Regions from separate parts of the Hordeum vulgare genome. Here region 2 is linked to region 1. The links are chromatin contacts, called in public Hi-C maps. All regions are on one chromosome and are shown on one strand. The core of a region is the stretch at or near the end of the contact, and the rest is flanking DNA. Distances in the headings are between cores, read along the strand shown.

Region 1 (4,295 bases), core at 862-3,361:
ACTCTTTCGAGCGCATTCCTGGCTGGAATCAAGGATTTTGTAACACCTTTTAGATCAGTAAATGAATATGGCAGATTATTTGCAAGATGTTGCAAATTGATAATTTTCCGAACTTGTAGTTCGGTCTCTTGAGTACGTGGATCAGAGGTTGAAATGGCAATGGCATTCCAATCAATTTCCGGGCATTCTTTCTGGTACTTGAAATCTCCCCCTAATGCCGCAAAATGTTCCTCGTCAAAAATGCAATCAGCGTGACGGGCTGTGAATAGATCTCCAGTAAGGGGTTCCAGGTACTTGATAATCGACGGTGATTTGTACCCCACATAGATCCCAAGTTTCCTGTGTGGGTCCATGGATGTCCGCTGTGGTGGTGAGATTGGGACGTACGTAGCACATCCGAACTTACGCAGATGGGAAATGCTGGGAGGATTTCCACGTACCAATTGCAGAGGGGAAGTACTGTGATATGCAGTAGGTCGCAATTGGATTAAGTCAGCGGCGTGTAAAATTGCATGACCCCAACACGAAGTTGGCAAGCTGCAATTCATTAACAAAGGTCTTGCAATGAGTTTGATCCTTTTAATTAGAGATTCGGCCAAACCATTTTAAGTATGGACGTATGGGACAGAGTGCTGAACTTCTATCCCCAAGGCCATGCAATAGTCATTGAAAGCACGTGAAGAGAATTCTGCAGCATTGTCCATGCGAATTGATTTAATCCGACTTTCTGGATAATGGGCCTGTAACTTAATTACTTCCCGCATTATCTTGGGAAATGCATGGTTTCGTGTGGATAGAAGGCACACGTGTGACCATCGTGTAGATGCATCAATCAGAACCATGAAATACCGAAATGGTCCAGATAATGGTTGGATAGGACCACAAATGTCACCTTGAATGCGTTCAAGGAACTGAAGTGGTTCAGCTTGTATTTTAAGGTTGATGGCCTCAGAATTAGTTTCCCTGTGGCGCAGGATGCGCACACAAAGTCTGATGACTGAGGAAACTTTGACTCAAGCAAATTATGACCAATTGAATTGCTAGTAATTTTCCTCATCATCCCAACACTGGGGTGACCAAGGCGATCATGCCAAGTTTGAAATGCATTAACATTCTGAAAAATTACCTTGTAAGCAACATGTTCTACGGGCTTGATGTACGTACAGTACAGTCCGGACGATAGCGAAGGAATTTTTTCAAGTACTTGCTTGCCATATCCGTAATCTTTTGTAAAGAGTAGAAACTCTTCGTTGTTGTCATCATGAGTTTCAATGTGAAAACCATTTTTACGGATATCTCGAAAACTGATGAGGGTACGGGATGAATCGGGATACAGCAAGGCATCCTCAATTGTCACTTGTGTACCACCTGGGAGGGTAAATATGGCACGTCCAGTGCCAACAATTACTGTATCGCGTCCAGCGATTGTCAAAATATCTTCATTCATCTTTTTCAGAGTCTGAAAATATTTCAACTACTTCAGTATGGAGTTTGTGGTAGCACTGTCCACAAGGCATAATTCCTCTTTCATCGGATTGTCCCCGTAGAAAGCTTTTCTTTCTTCCTGTCTATCTCCTCGATCTCGTCGAAAGCGCTCTGGAAGAGCAGTGGTGATAACGTGTTGTAATCTAAACGAGAGGGAGATGCAAATGAATCAACTGTATGTTTTATTCCTTGATGATGAACACTTATATGCCAGGGGAAAGGCGGTTCCTGAAGGCGACGCTTCAGGAAGGATATGTCGGTTCCGCATCGTGGGAGGGATCCACGTGCGGTTACAAGTACTCCCTTTGTCTAGGTGTATAGGGCATACGCGTAGTTCTAGATTGTTAATTTAACTATTTAAATATGTATTATATGTAATAAATAACATACCATTAGATTCATGTGGGGATGTAGTTCCTGAATATATAATTTTTATCGCATATAATATATATTAAATTAGTTAAATTGATAACCTAGAACTAAACGCATGCCCTATATACTTGGACGGAGGTAGTAGAAATTACTTAACTAATTACATAATTAATTAAATTCTAACACAACCAGTCCTGGGCATACGGCCATGTCTGCCACGTCGACATAGAGGCCCCGCAGTAAAAACAAGTCGATCGTCTCCCCTGGTCAAAATCCCCAAATCGCAATCCACCCCACTCCCGCATCCTCACACCCCCGCATCGAGAACGATGGGTGCCGCCAGCGCGAGCGCGACGGACAGTTCGGTCAACGGCGACGGCGGCTGCATCAGCGCCTCTTCACTTCCCATCGCGCCTCTCCCTCCCATCATCGGTGGCATCCCAGTCGCCCTTGTCCCCTCCCGTCGCGCCCGGTGTCCGGAGGCGCAGCTTGCTTCGGCAATGGTTTCAGCAGGGATTGTGGCGGCGGGGAGAACCATGTCTCCGTCTGGTGACGGGGCAACTGCTCCTCACGCAGACGCCCTCCATGGTTGTGATGGAGGAGACAGGCAGGTGCTGATGGCGACGGTGGTCGGAGATGGCAGTGATGTGGTGACGTCGGACGCACACCTGGTCGTCATCAAGCGTCCTTCCGTCCGAAGTGTGCATCCAGGTCGCGTGCCCACTTCATGACCTGTGGCTGTGTTTGTGAACTCCAGAGAAGTGCACCTGTGTTCTGTAGGTGTCCGTGAAATTGAAGTGTTTCCACTAGTGGATCCAGTTCAATCGTTGGAGCTGAGCAATTGACGCGATGTGAAGGTCGCAGTTCATACATAGTAATACATATTCACTCTTGTTCTGGGCAAGGTTGTTTGATGTTAGTGCCACTTCTTGCTACAGTTATGAACACCATTAAATGTCTTCACCATAACTGAAATGGTCCTATTGTCCAAAGATGCATACATATACCAGGGGCATCCATGCTCTGTACACTTAGCTCCAAGCCTTGTTCGGTCAATCTTCGGAAATGTGATGTCCACTCTCTCCGTAACACCATTTCTCCAATTCCCATTCTGAGAAGATCAACCGATGAGAACAACTGCCCCACATGAAATTTAGGGTCATGCATATCTTCTGGTGAAAAGGCTTTGAAATTGAACTTCATTTCATATTCATCTGAATCTGGAGCTTCTTGTTTTTCATCTGCAGCGTTACAATCTTCTACAACCTGCTTGCCTTTCTTGTCACTGACATAACACAATTGATCTTGCGCGAGTCCTCATCCCAGCCTCCATGTCAAAGTCATTGTCCACTATTTCCGACAAATAGTCACTATCATCAGAATCATCATCATTGTGCCAATCCTCTTTTTCACCAGTTTCGTCCTTCTTTCCTCTTGGCCTAACCCTAACTCCCACTTGTTCATTGCTTTCAAGTTCAATGTTTGCAATCCCGTCGTTATCCTCAACATAACTGCAATCGGTTGTGCTTTCCTGTTTAATAATAACAGTGCCAATGCTTGCCATCTTAGGACCGAAAACAAGTGGTAGCTAAGCTATGGGATTAGCAATTGCATCATCACAATCTATTCCTCCATCATCATTGTAGCTATCCTCATGATCCACATAAAACAATAAGAATCTGTTCCCATTCTTTACCACTCTCACAATGCTCTCTATTTCTTCATCATTTGATAGCAACCTGGCACCATCTTCATTCAGTTGACACCTAGGCAGCAACCATTATAGATGAATCCTGCGAACAGTTTCATAATCTATGGCCTCTATCAAATCATCACTCGTGCATCGATGTGTTATACAAACGGTTTTCACCCCTTTCCGCGGTGATATTTTAATCTATCGCCTAGTGAGTTTGGGTGATAGGGGGGTCCTTCCCACATGACCCAGAAACCGTCGGGGATAGGCCCTCCGGTCACACACGCTGCATAAAATGAGCTCGTGTGCGATCGGGCTAGCCATCGTTTCCGTTCGTAGGTACATCCCACACAGTGATTCCAAGAGAAATGTTTCCCTTCGTCTGCACAACCCACATAGCCAATCCACGAGAAATGTTTCCGTTCGTGTGTACTTCCCACACATTGAATCCCAGAAAAATGTTTTCGTTCGTGTGCACATCCCACACAGTGAATCCTAGACGAACGTTTCTGTTCGTATATACACCCCACACAGTTTTATGTATAGCCTCGTGTTTGATAGGTGTAACGATCACACATGTCGTGCCTCTGTTAACCGTTTGCCTTATTCAACTATGCCACACACGATTTGATGAAGAAAACTGTATGACATTGGGCTATCCATCACAACCGCTTTTACTACTAGAACCGGTTGAAAAGTTCCATGACACATTTAGCAGGTTTATTAATAAATAATTAATAATTGC
Region 2 (4,295 bases), core at 866-3,365, 160 kb after region 1:
ATCATTTTTTTAATAAAACTTTTATTTTTGAATATTTTTTTATACACATTTAACATTTTTAAATGATTAGTCAACATTTTCAATTATTTTAAGTAGAGTGATTTTTGTAATATATTTATTTATAGGAAATTGAGTATATAGAAAGTAAAAAAGATAGCAAAATGAAAATAAAAACCATGGAAAACAAAATAAAATAAAAAATGAGGCTGTAAATTTTTACGCGCCTGGCCGACCCAACTTGCGGCACCGTTCAGCGTGGGTTTGTACTGTGTCGTTCAATGCGAGACATAAGGGTAACAACTCCCTATGTTGCTTTGGGCCCCACATGCCGCTTTCTTGTGCAACCTTAGATCAACTACAATCAGATCCCTTAAGCCCTCCTTAAACGTCTGGGTTGTTCGTCCGATCAGTGCCCGGTCATAAAAACTCAATCCAGATAGGCCTTTTAGACCGGGTCTCAAACGCCTGAGCTAACCGACAACCCTCATTTCCAGCCTAAATACGGGATGCATATGGGGGAGCCTGGGCGCGCAACACGTGGGCGGCGATGGAGCTACAGTGCAGCGTATGTGGCACGACATGCTGGGGCAGTGGAGCTGCAGTGCAACACGTCGGTGGACGGCGGAGCTGCGGTGCAGCGGGGGTGTCGCTGCATGCCGGCCGGTGGAGCGCAGAGCAACACACCGATGGTCGACGGAGCTGCAGTGCAAAGGGCAGTTCATGGATAGAGGACGCGTCTGCCGCTTTGTCATCTTTCTACGTTGATCAATCGGACGATTCGCGAGGGTCTCATCCAACGACCCAAGACGTGACTGATGTTTTCAAAAAATCAACCAGGATGGTATTGACTTTCATACAGGTGCTGCATGGCTGTCGTCAGCTCGGTTGATTTGTAGCAACTTTTTTTTAGCGGTCGCTCCTTTTTATGTTGTTTTACCGGAGACAATCCTTCTTTTTCAAATACAAAACTCGTTTTTTATGTTTTTTAAGGAATTCATTTTTACGATGTGATTACTCGTGGGGATGCTTAAGAAAGCTCGGCCCGACCCAGCTAAATACTCCCTCCGTTCGGAAATACTTGTCCTAAAAATGTATAAAGTGGATGTATCTATAATTAAAATAAGTCTAGATACATCTATTTCTAGGACAAGTATTTTCGGACGAAGGGAGTAATAGCTATCACGAGATGTATAGGGTCTCCTTCCGGTCAAAATACTGGTGGAAAATAGGGGGAAATTTATTGATTTGTCTCATTTTACAAGGAGTTACTCCGTAGATGATTTCTTTCATGGTTATCCCAATGATTAGTGGACCCGGCTCCACCCGGCAGCCTTTCATGAGGGTATAATTATCAAATTGAAAAGTAATAAAGTGGATAAAACATCTAATTTCTCGGAAAATAAAATAGGAATCCCGCCGCCGCCGCCCCCCATCCCATCCCCACGCCCAGCCACCCTACCCCAAGTAACCCCCCATCGCCGGAGGCCGGAGAGAAAGAGCAAGTGCGTCTGCCGTCGCTCCTTCCCTCGCCGCCAAAGCCCCCATCGCCAGAGCCCGGAGGCCGGAGAGAAAGAGCAAGTTCGTCTGCCGACATGCATGGCAAGCCTCTCCGCCGAATCGGCGAATATTGTCCTGATGGTGTTACGCGTCAGAGCGTTATGCAGGACATATGCATCTTGCTAGATCGCATCCACGGATTCTACGAGTCGGCGCTCGATCGGCTGCCGGCGGAGAGTATACCCTCGCTGACCACGCGCCTGCTCAAGGCCGGCGTTTGCTTCGGTTTCCTTGACCCGGTCTCCAACATCATCGCCAACACCATCTCCTACACGCCAAGCTCCGAGGACGAAATGGAGGAAGAAGAGGAAATCATCTCTAAGGTGAGGACCAACACAAAAGATGGACGAATCTTTCAGATGCCGCTGTCCCCAGACAGTGTCGACTCCATGACCGTGGCACGGCGGTCGCTGGAGGGTCTTGTCAGCTTCCTTTGCTTTCAGTACCGTTACTTGGAGAAAAGAGAAGCACTGCGCTACCTGCGCCTGGCCGGATGCGACCTCCCCGGCGCTGTAGGGTTCATCGAGCAAGACCGTAACAGGAGCCCCGACGAGCCCGTGTTCAGTATCATCTCACCTACCACCAAAATAGCCCTGGAGTGTGCTGCCCGGCCTGTCCGCGAGGCATCCCAAACCAGCCGTCCTGGTGGGCGTCTCGCTGTCATTGATGTCTCCGCCGGTCAAGGTGTCCAAGATTCTTGGGGCACGATGCTGCTTACCCCCTGCAGCTGTCAAGCTCCTTGCCAGGCTGCTCAGGGCCTCGATTTCTCTTGGTGCCGATAGAAAGAAGAAGAGAAAGAGGGGTGAGCTGACACCCAGGAACACAGAATCTGTGGAGTGGAAGCCGGGTATGCATGGAACATTCAGACATACACAGACTTTGAAGCTACTGCTCCTCGGCAAGATCCATGGTTTCTACCTAGAGGCACTCGCCCGGCTGCCTAGGGATGGCCTACGCAAGCTTCATTACTGCAGCCTCATCAAGGGCGGCTACTGCTATGGCCCCATGGATCCTGTCTCGAACATCATCTTCAACACCATTTGGTATGGCACTGCATTCCCCATGCACCAAGATTTCGAGTTTGACTTTCAGGTGGACATGATATGCACAAGGACCCTTATGCGCATTGAGTGCTGCTCCCTCTATGGCATCGTCGCCTTCCTCCGTGCTCGCTTCAGTTCTCTCTCGGAGCATGATGCTCTCTGGCACCTTCTTTTGGCCAATGTGAACTTACGGTTAGCCATGGAGATGGTAGAACAGTCTGGTTTCCTTATCGGCGGTACTGACCTTGATGCCTATAAGAAAGCTGCGGTTGATTCATGGCACTCTGACCCTGATGCACTAGTGAAATTCACCACATTGTCCCTGGACATTGAGCCCACCAAGTTGTCGCATATGCTGACTCAAACACTTAATGACTCCACAGTTGAGCACCTCGCTATGCTTGTGTCCAAATCTTCATCTACTAAGTCAAAGGAGCACACTCTGTTACTGAATGAAGTATCGTCATGCTCAGAGATCTTAAACGAAAACCAGAAAAAATTAATTCCAGCAATTCGAAGAAAATTTAAGGCTGACCAAGATTTCTATGTCAGAAAGGTCAATGCTGCACTGAATAAATTTTCTCAGCAGAAAGGGGTTGGTACATTTGCTTCTTTTCTTTATCCATTTATTTAAATGTGTAACAGGATTCAAAGTGATCCACAATCATTTATGCTGCCATGTTAGGTGGACTATGAACTTCATATTATCTGCGGTGTGAATCCCAAGGTAACTGAAGGTTCAACTGCTTTTCTGTTCAAGAAGAGGTTCAAATATGAGTACTTCCATATCAACTTCTTGGCAGCACCAAAGGGATCAGATACTGCTACCACACCTCGTGAATTGTTCTTCGCTGAGTGTACCAATGGTGATAAAGATGAGGAGGAAAGACCATCATTGTGCTTCCCTGTGTTGTGTTCTTCGATAGATGACAGTATGCTCCCAGCTCTCACTTTTCTTGTACACACTAGACACTGGATAGGCATCTCATGATATTTCGAATTAGCATTAAGAATTACTACTTTACATGATTACCACAATATGTGCTCATATCTTTCCCCTAGAAAATAGAAACATAATTTCCCTCTGCTGTATATAGGTTGTAATATCCAGATTTTTGTTGCACATCATTTGAACATTAGCGATACGCTTCCTTTTCCTTTTATCAATACAAATAAAATTAATCAGGAATTCTATTTTTGTTCTTATGGCAGTAAAATTCTGTGCTATCTTAGGAAGTCCAAAAATCTGTAGGAAGTGCAGCTGTGATGGCTTGGTTGACACCCTTGTTTAGTTATGTCTCTTTCTATATTGAGTCCGACAATCTAATTTAACCTTTTCTTTTTCAATGACAGCTCGCTGCTTTTGCTGTGAGCATAATGGGATAAAAATTGTGCATCCATTTTTTGAAACATATAATGGACGCCGCGATGATTTCCAAGAGATGGCTTCCGGAAGGCAAGATGTCCTAATTCAAACTATCATCAGTCGCTACGAGTTTGAAGTTGATGGTATGTTCACTCTAAAGGAGGATTGGATCTATTTTGACCCCAACATGGACGGCAAGATTGCCCAGATGAATCCTATTCCTGACTGGGCTAGGAAGGTGCGAGAATGGGGCAGAATCTTCTGACATGGTTACGAATTCCCCCTTCGCCAAGTTCTTCTGTCCTCTTATAGCAGCAGATTTTTCACTT

What was found. A called contact is a pair of places that touch in the nucleus more often than the background predicts.
Region 2: a contact with region 1 is called in a Hi-C map of leaf, with 8 times the contacts expected there. The contact joins two enhancer-like sites. A contact is called at or near these places in 1 of 6 Hi-C or Micro-C datasets (leaf) and 1 of 1 datasets of contacts at active chromatin or transcription factors (embryo).

Annotation. Positions count from the first base shown.
Region 1 is chr3H:114,178,555-114,182,849 of MorexV3_pseudomolecules_assembly, forward strand. No RefSeq gene overlaps it. Among protein-coding and RNA genes, the nearest start is that of LOC123439638, 6.0 kb to the left of the region's middle. Within about 2 kb of position 2,112, at least 2 of the 3 cell types and tissues checked have open chromatin away from gene starts, as enhancers often do. A contact at or near this core is called in leaf, where this site is marked.
Region 2 is chr3H:114,337,871-114,342,165 of MorexV3_pseudomolecules_assembly, forward strand. It overlaps the pseudogene LOC123439639. Among protein-coding and RNA genes, the nearest start is that of LOC123439638, 170 kb to the left of the region's middle. Within about 2 kb of position 2,116, at least 1 of the 3 cell types and tissues checked has open chromatin away from gene starts, as enhancers often do. A contact at or near this core is called in leaf, where this site is marked.